Regions from separate parts of the Anas platyrhynchos genome. Here all the other regions are linked to region 2. Evidence: chromatin contacts called from public Hi-C data. All regions are on one chromosome and are shown on one strand. Each heading gives the region's core, a stretch centred on a gene start, on an enhancer-like site or on the middle of the called end of the contact. The rest is flanking DNA. Distances are from core to core; before and after follow the strand shown. Region 1 holds the start of EDA2R (ectodysplasin A2 receptor). Region 2 overlaps OPHN1 (oligophrenin 1). Region 3 overlaps LOC119717814 (a long non-coding RNA gene).

Region 1 (2,700 bases), core at 159-2,658, 170 kb before region 2:
TGTCCACTAATTACTTGGCGTGGAGTGGCTGGAAACTTATATTTGCTTTAGGGGAAAGCATCCTAATGGCAGACAAGAACTGGAGGTACCCTGGGAGAAGCTGCACCTCTCCTTACTGCCCTGCAGTACTCTCAAGGCTACGTTCACTTTCTGCTCCTTGCATTCCAAGTGCAAAGGGAGATATTTGAAACTACCAAAACCACCCGCAATACAGGACATAGTGCATCACTGCTGCTTCTGCTGTTGCTCCCATTCAGCTTTACAGTCCCACAAAACACCCACCCGGCAACAGCCTCACCCCTGCCCACAGCAGCGGCTCACCCAAGGCCCCAAGGAAGGGCTGCCTATGCCAGAGGAGCTGCATGAGAAACTGTGGTGGGCAAACGGGGCTCGGGAAAGGAGAATAGAGCATCCTGCCGGAGCAGACACCCTCAGCACCAGGATACCTTCAGTCACAGGGCCCCCACGTACAATTGCACGTGTTCATATAAACTGAGTGAAATTCTGGTCATCCTTCTTGGGTGTCTGTGACTCGTGAGATATCTCAACTAAGACTTCCAGAACTACCACTTTACATGAAACCTTTGATTTTTATGTTTGTGGTTTTTTTTTTTTTTTTATCTTCTCTCTTTTTTTTGTTCTTTTTGTTTTTCTCCTCACTTCTACTCATTCACAACTGTCACTGCCTCGCTTGCAATAACAACTCCGGTTATCTGCAGCGTCTGTTTTTCCCTCCAACTCTTACTACAATTACGAACACCCTCACGCAGGTACAGCGCGGAGGAGCAGGGGCTCGCAACCCGAGCAGCAGCTGCAGGGAGCTCTGCCCAACTTGCCATCGGTTCTCACACACCCACGCGCGGCCGGCCCGACCCCGGCCCCCAGACGGGCCCCGCCGGCGCCCCCCGCCGCCCACCCTGGGGAAGGCGGCAGGGCTCCGGGATATGCCCGGGCACGCCCGACAGCTCGCCACCAGCTCGCCACCAACTCGCCACCGGCTCGCCGGCCCCGCACCGGCCCCCACGGCCGCGGCACCCCCGGCCCCGGCGCCACGCGCCCGGGCACGGCACCGGGGGCGGCTGCAACCGCGCTGCGCCGCTCCCGGCCCCGCCGGCAGCTCCCGCCCGGCGGTGACACCGGCGCCAGCGGAGCGCCGGGAGCCGCTGCCGCGGGTGGGCGGGCGGCTGCGTGGGCTCCGCCGCTCACCTGTGTCCCGGCGCGCGTGGGGCAGGGCTCCGTGGGCAGGCTGCGGGGCTCCGCGGGCGGGACGTGCGGCGTTCCGCGGGCAGGAGGCTCCGCGGGCACGGGGCACGGTGCGCGGCGGGCGGGACACGCGCGGCTCCCCGGCGGGACACGCGTGGCTCCCGGGCAGGGCGCGCGGCGCCGCGTGGAGCGGGGCGCGCCGCGGGCAGCGCGGGGGATCGCACCCGGCAGGCCCCGCCCCGCCGCCTCCCATTGGCCGCGCGGGATGAGTGGGCGGGGCTATGCAAATCGCAGCGCCCGCGAATTCCTCGCGTGCGGGGCCGCTGCCTCCGTCCCCCGCAGCCACATCCCGAAATTCAGGCGCTGCGTCCCCTGCGGGTGCTTTGCTGAGTCTCAGAGCTGCCCCCAGCAGGGTGCGAGGAGACATCAGGCTGGGACCTGATGGTCCCCATCGGAGGGGTTGTGTGCGATCCCACCTGCCCCGCTGCATCCTTCCCAGGCCCTCGGATTTCCTCCATCCTTCAGCCAGGTTCAAGGTGCCATCTCCACAGGGACAAGGCTCAGCTGGACTTGTTGTGCAGAGGACAGGGCTGGCTTCGCTGCTCACGCGGGCATTTTGCCTCTCGCAGGTCCGTGCCCGTGCAGCCGGCCCGCACCGTGCGGCTGCTGCTGCTCCTGCATCGCTCAGGCAGCAGCGGGGTGTGAGTGGCGTGCTCGGCTGCAGGGCTCACACACAGCCAGGACGGGCAAGGACGTCAGCATCAGCTCCTGCACTTCGGAGAGCTGATAAGAGGGTTGTTGTCCCCAGAGCTGGGGCTGAGGCTGAAGCGTCCCTGTCTCCCAGCTCCTTTCAGTGAGATTACGCTGTCCCCTTTGTGGTTTTATGCACACCAGAGTAGAGTGCTATGAAATCTGGAAATGTTATTACCGTGTTTTACTTTTTCCCCATTCAGATCACCATCTGGAACCATCTCACAGCCACAGGCACAAGCAGCAATGCTGCCCCACGCACGTCTGCAAAAGCTGAGAGCCACCTGGGGAGGTGCAGCACTGGCCTTTGGGTGGCAGCACAGACTTAGGCTGGCTTTAGTGGCTTGTGAAACTGCACGCAGGAGTGACTGGCTGTGGGATGTTGGCCAGACACCTGATATTCCAGATGAAGGGATCTGTTGGGTAGGTAAAGTGCTGTACATCCAATATACAGATTTGGATGTATTTTGCAGCCCAAGGCCTTTCAGATGTTAGCTTCAGCCCACAGAAACATGGCCTGAGACATTTAGTGTTGTGACTGTAATTACCTGATATGTTCTGTCTCACGTTCTCTTCATTGAGTTATAATTATGAAACATAATTGGCAGCATTACTATATTACAAGTCAGCACAACCATGAATCCCGAAGAAGGGAATCTGTTTAACGAGCTTTTCTGACACACCAGAATATTTACAACAGTAGAGGGCCCCAGCTCCAGGCACGAATGTATCGTGGGGGCAATTGCA
Region 2 (2,839 bases), core at 111-2,610:
TGTGGCCACCTGCCCTCACCCTGCAGGGACAGGAGCGATGGCTTCGGCTGTGTCCCTGTCTGGGGGGGCACAGAAGGACGCTGCTGAGCCCTGTGCTGTTCCCACTTCTTGCATAAGGACTACCCAGTACCTAACGCGCTCGTATGAAGCGCAGGACTCAGTGCAGAAAGGCTTGCCCCAGCAGCACGTACACCGACCGGTCTGTGGGGAGAACCAGTCCCTCCCAGGTACGCTGGGCTCGGGCCGTGGCAGGCCCCGTGGGACACGCAGCTGGGGCTCTGCCCGATGGTGCCAGGCTCAGGCCGGCGTCGTGGATGCTGCGAGGAGATGGAAGCGCTGGGTCTGTCACACGTCTGCCACCTCCAGTCCTCAGAAAGCCTTCACAGCTGCCTGTCTGCTTAGGATGTTGCAAAAGCTCTCGCTGGCTCAATCTGACCTTTATGAAGAATGATTTCAGCCCTTCTGAGCAAAAACCCTAACCCAGGTGAATGGCCTCGCTGCTAAGGTACGATATGTGTCCCCACCACCGTGGGGTGAGGGAAAGGGACCCCAGGTCCCCCCTCCTGGGCTGCTGCAGGGCTGGCACCGCTGGCACCTCTGCAGACAAGCAGCTCCCGAGGCACGGCGCTGGCGGGGCACGTCCCCTGGCAGCAGTGCTGTCTGAACACCAAGATCCTTGGGACCATGCTGCTAATTAACGTGGGCTAACCTCCCACCCTGTTCTCATCCCCGCTGCCTAAATAAGGATTGGGGCATTGGCTTTCACAAAGGAAACGGAGCCGGGACGGCCAGGTGGGCCCCAAATTCTGCTGCCGCTGCTTGGCTGCGGGGTGATGCTGGCCAGCCTGCGCCACGTGGAGGCGTGGAGCAGCAGCGAGGGCTCATCCCTGCTGGCCCTCGTCCCGCTCCCGGGGCCGCAGCAGAGCACACCCCGGCACGTGATGCCAAAATGCCGGAGTATTTTTAGCACAGGGTGGGAGAAGGCTCGTCCCCACAGCTCCGGGGTCACCGCCTGCCTTCAGCTCCCCGCTGCTCCCACAGCCTGAAATACGAGTTGAGCCAGCAGCAAAGGCGGTGGGAAGGGAGAGAGGACAGGGTGGGAGGCAGAAAAAAGCTCAGAAAAGCAGGGAAGGGTGTGCCGCAGCCTCATCGCGTTGTGAAAGCCGATCCTCTTCACCCTTCTCAAACAATATAAAAATATAACAGCCTAACCGCACGGAATAATTCATTCTTACCAAAAAAGGCATTCAGCAACTTCTGCACCTGGATGTTGCTGCCAACCGTTCGGTAGACGCCCTCTGTGGAGATCCCTAAGCACAACAGAGCAGAGTTAGAGCCGTCCTGGCAGAGGGCTGTCCGAAAGCACCATCTGGCGGAGCGACAGCCTGCTGGGGAGCTGCACGGCCACCCCGTCCCGGCACCCCGCATTACCCAGCCCTGTGGGGTCAGTACCCCCCCTCTGCCCCTCTCCCAGCCCCTGGGACCCGGACAGGGCTGGCTGCATCCCCCAGGGGCTTGGACATGCCAGCACCACCACCTCTCCGTGCAGCCCAGAGACTCAGATGTTAGGGAGCAATTTGTCCTGCTCGGACAGGCTGCAGGTTTGGTGAGAGCCCATACGGGGAGGTGTAGTCCCCTGCCCCGCTTCCGTCCTGCCCTTCTGCCTAACGGGCCCGAGCAATTCTTTACTGCAGCTAAACCCTGCCTCTAACCCAGCACACAGAGCGCATCCACTGCTGCTTGCCTGCAGCCTGGTGGCCACCTTCCTCTGAGCCAGAGAAACTGGGGAATGAAAACACCACAAAGGCGAAAATTCAGTCCTACCTGGAACGTGGTATGACAATACTCCAAATAACGCCTTATTTCTGCTCTTTTGGCACATGTTCTCTAATCATTTAAACAGGACTGCCTGTCAGCTAGCAGCGCTATGCTGTGGATAACGGCACACGCTCCAGGGTGATGGGAACGGGGACATGCCAGGAGGGCTGCGGGCACCTCACCTTTCGTTTCTACCGCGTTGATGCACTTCCGCACAAACTTGAAGCCGACCTCGTTCAACTCCACTGTTTCAAAGAAGGGAAGCAGTGTTAGCTGCCGGGGCACCGGCACGCGGTTACTCGCGGAAAACTGCTGGGCAGGGGCCGGGCACAGCCACCACGCAGCGCTCCGGCCCCACGCGGGCATCGGGCTGCTGGCTCCAGCTGCACCGCGTACGTGCCTCTACGGACACACGGGCGGTCTTTACATCTCAGCGAGCAATTATTAGTTTCATATGCTCTCGAGTTTTTTTGGATTTATGTTGAGCTGCAGCGTCTCCCCCTGCCCCCTCTCTGTCTTTAATAAAAGAAGTGTGAATCAGAGCCCTGCCACATGTGAATGTGTGTCTGATAATGACTTGATTAATCATTTCCAGAGCACTGCAAAATCTGCAGTTAAATCTCTTCCACATCATAGGATCACGTAATTTCTACTTATCTACTTGATTAAATTAAACAAACAAACAAAAAATAAATAAAAACCGCACAGCTTTACCTGCTGCCTGAGTAAAGAAGAACACAGGTTTTTGTTCCAGCTGATTAATCACAGACATTGTTTATGCCTGTCTTACAGGCATTGTGAAGGAGGCAGAAAGTTACCACTTTTCATAGATGTATTTCAACTTTTCTACTTCTGGTAATTTTCCAGGACATCTGGAAGGATTGTCCAGGTTGTGCTGTGAAACACCTTTCTGCTCAGTGCCAACATTTATACCGAACCTCCCCTGAATGACTGTGCTAAATACAGACTTGTTGCAGACACCAAGCGGGAGAGAGCTCTCCATTTTCTTTAATTCACAGAG
Region 3 (2,939 bases), core at 8-2,507, 220 kb before region 2:
TTCATCAAAGGAAAGAGCTTGTTGGTTGCTAATTTATGAGGGAGAGTGATTACCCTCCCTCCGTGGGCTGTTAATCCAGAACTGACTCACTGACTAAAATTGTTTAAACCATAATATTCCTGAAGTATTACGTTTCAGATTGAGGCTTAAAGGGCCAGGAGCATAACTGGCTGACACCGTTATGCATGTGTCCTCATCTATCTCGAGGGAGTACTGCGGCAGCAGGAGCAAAGCCCAAAAGCTCCGGTGGTAGAGCATGCCTCTCTGGTTCTCCCAATAACCCCAGTGCTGTTCTCCTTCTCCCTCTTGCCACATGCTTTGCACATGAAAGCCATGCACTTTGAAAAGAGGCAGTACACTTAGGAAGTTGGTAATTTGAATAAAGGCACAGAAAAGAGATTCTTTTCAGTGGTGTCTTCTGAGTGGCTTGGCCAGGTAAGCTTTCATAAGGCACACCAGCCATCTGCAGGCAGAACTGGAGTGATTATCACAGCTACACTCACACCCAAACTGTGTAACTAAATCATTTGCCCAGCAAGGGGAAGTTGTTCTCAGTGGGAGGATCTCCTCCCAAGCCCAAGGAGACTTTGGCCTGCGAACCTTGCTTCCTTGAAGAGTTCCCTTGCCTCCAGCAAACGCCCACACAGGAAGACTGCCTGAGACAGGCCCTCCTGTGGAAAGCTCTTCTACTTTATGTGGAAACTAAAAATCATCTAAAAATGAATCAGTTACTTAGCAGTCTAGTAGAGGACTAATCGTCTCTCAGCACGGCCACCTAAGTAGGAAGAGATGCACACACTCCAAGCTGGTGCAGCTGAGCCCTGTGAGCATCTCCTCTGGGGGCAGTGAGCCTCCTCTGCTGCCTGAGGGGTGGGGACAACACTAAGAAACACACGGTCTCGCACAGGAATGTGCGTGGCATATGCCTGGGACCTTGGCAGGGGCCGTACAAAGACTTGCTTTTATAAACCCAGCCCCAGAGTTTCTATTCTGGTTGTCCCAGTTGAGTGTCCGGGCACTTGTCCCAGGAGGAGAGCGCTGGCGAGCGAGCAGCAAGAAGGATCCGTGCCGGTTCGGGGAGCGCACCCCTCAGCCCCGCCGCACAGCCGGTGCTCAGCCTTCAGCTCCCCGTGCGCGGACGGGCCGGGATGCCCGGCGGGACGCCCCCGGGACCCCCCCCGCGGGGCGCCGCCGCTCGTCCTGGAGCGCCGCGGCCGGGCCACCAGGTGTCACCTCTGCGCCGCTGCTCCCCGGGGCCTGGCAGGAGCTCACCCGTGGGCTGCGGGGGGGGGGGAACCACCCCAAAAGTGAGCTGCACAGACCAAGCCTGTTAACTCGTTCCGTTTCTGGAGCTCTCGGGCCGAACGCATCTCCCACAGAATCTGCAGCTTCTCCGCTTCTCGCTCTCCGTTTGTTGGTTTGCTGCTTCCCTGTTTCCCAGGCTCTGATCCATGCTTCTCCAAAACTGGGTTTATTCAGGTGCTGAGATGTGTGCAGTCCTGACTTCTGGAGGTTTCCATCCAGCCTCAAAGGCAGCATCCTGGATAGCATCAGGAGTTCCTGTTTGCTGCCTGGCACGTCCCGTTCAGCTGAGCATAGCCTGCAGTGCCGGCACAGAGAGCTGGAGGCAGATTATAGACTTGCACTCTCTGTCATGGTTTCCCCCTGTATTTGTATAATGTTTAGCAAGCAGTTGTTAGAACTGCCTACATCCTAGTAATTCTGTCAACTTGGAGACAAGTTTGGATTGGTTATGCAGTTGCTAAAATACAAACAAATATTAAAAAGGTCAAAGAAAAATACAGGCTTTGTAGAATGATCAGAAAGATATATTTTTTTTTTCTTTCTTTCTTGGAGTCTTCCTCAGGTTTCTGCAAATGCTTAACAAAAGTTAAAGGTCTGAAAATGACCCCAAAACCGCCATGAGTTACATGCTTGGGTTTCTTGATAGCCTGTGAATGGAAGCCTGCTGTAACCCAGTTCTGCAATTATTAATGCGATTTTAACTTTCAGTACATGTCAGGAAAGCATTTAATGTCTTAATACTTCCTCTTGATAGTGCTCCCAAATTGACCCTGTGATCTGCTTCTACCTTGTCAGAAAAGATTGGTGCAAAACCAGTGGAGGGTATTTGTTTTCTGTTTGTCTCTTTGGGCTGAAGGTGACAGCGTGGGCCTTCCTTTTGCTGTGCTCCTGAGGCAGAGCCACTTCTCTGCTTCCCGAATGCATGGCTTTGCAGTGAGCAACTCTGTTCTTGCTTCTCTTTCTCCAGCAGCAGCTGAAGTTGCTCAAGGCCTTTAATTAGGTACAAACTATCTGAAGTTAATCATCACATGGGTAAGTAAAACAGAAAAACACGCTTCAATGTTTTCTGGGCCTGACTGTTACAGACTTGGGCTGGGAACACAACCCCAATCCAGTCTGCTCCTGGTCATTTATGAATCCTAAAGGCTGGAGAAGTCTCATTAAGTCCACTCAGCCTTCTGCAATCAGTTAGTAACAGCATCTTTATGGTGATTTTTTTTACTGGTAAAGCCATACCTCAGGCTACAAGGAAACTCTTCTAATGGATGCATTTCTTAGAAAAATAAACACACACCAAAAAGTGCAAAATTAATTAGAGAAATAAAACCCCCTCTGAAATAAAATGGGAGAAAGAGAAAAGAAAAACTAAGTGGCTTGCTTATACAATGTGGTAATTTTCTTAAGTCTGAATAAAAATTTGTCACTAATGACAGAAAAAAAGTGTACCCTAAACTGTTGTGTACACTCTTCTTTGCCTTTTGTTATAATTGCAGGCTGCAGCATCCTATGTGTGTGACAAAATCAATGCATTGTACAAACAGTTTTTCAGGGTTATTGTACGTCACAGACTGAGCTTGTCCAGAGCTTCAGAAATATCTTTACTGACACCTCCTCAAGCTGAGTTCTAGATTTTG

What was found. Hi-C and Micro-C count contacts between places; a contact is called where the count stands out from the background.
Region 1: a contact with region 2 is called in a Hi-C map of subcutaneous adipose tissue, with 5 times the contacts expected there. The contact joins the promoter of EDA2R here to the enhancer-like site in region 2. A contact is called at or near these places in 4 of 8 Hi-C or Micro-C datasets (liver, skeletal muscle and subcutaneous adipose tissue).
Region 3: a contact with region 2 is called in a Hi-C map of subcutaneous adipose tissue, with 2.1 times the contacts expected there. The contact joins two enhancer-like sites. A contact is called at or near these places in 2 of 8 Hi-C or Micro-C datasets (skeletal muscle and subcutaneous adipose tissue).

What each region holds. Positions count from the first base shown.
Region 1 is chr10:24,623,952-24,626,651 of IASCAAS_PekinDuck_T2T, reverse strand. EDA2R (ectodysplasin A2 receptor) reads right to left here and starts at 1,408. Exons shown (of 8, transcript XM_038184041.2): 1 at 1,207-1,408.
Region 2 is chr10:24,457,127-24,459,965 of IASCAAS_PekinDuck_T2T, reverse strand. OPHN1 (oligophrenin 1) reads right to left here. Exons shown (of 24, transcript XM_038184020.2): 13 at 2,001-2,063; 14 at 1,236-1,310. Among named protein-coding and RNA genes, the nearest start is that of OPHN1, 38 kb to the right of the region's middle. Within about 2 kb of position 1,360, at least 4 of the 8 cell types and tissues checked have an H3K27ac peak or open chromatin away from gene starts, as enhancers often do. A contact at or near this core is called in subcutaneous adipose tissue, where this site is marked.
Region 3 is chr10:24,679,534-24,682,472 of IASCAAS_PekinDuck_T2T, reverse strand. All of the region lies in intron 1 of LOC119717814 (a long non-coding RNA gene), which reads left to right. Among named protein-coding and RNA genes, the nearest start is that of EDA2R, 56 kb to the right of the region's middle. Within about 2 kb of position 1,257, at least 3 of the 8 cell types and tissues checked have an H3K27ac peak or open chromatin away from gene starts, as enhancers often do. A contact at or near this core is called in subcutaneous adipose tissue, where this site is marked.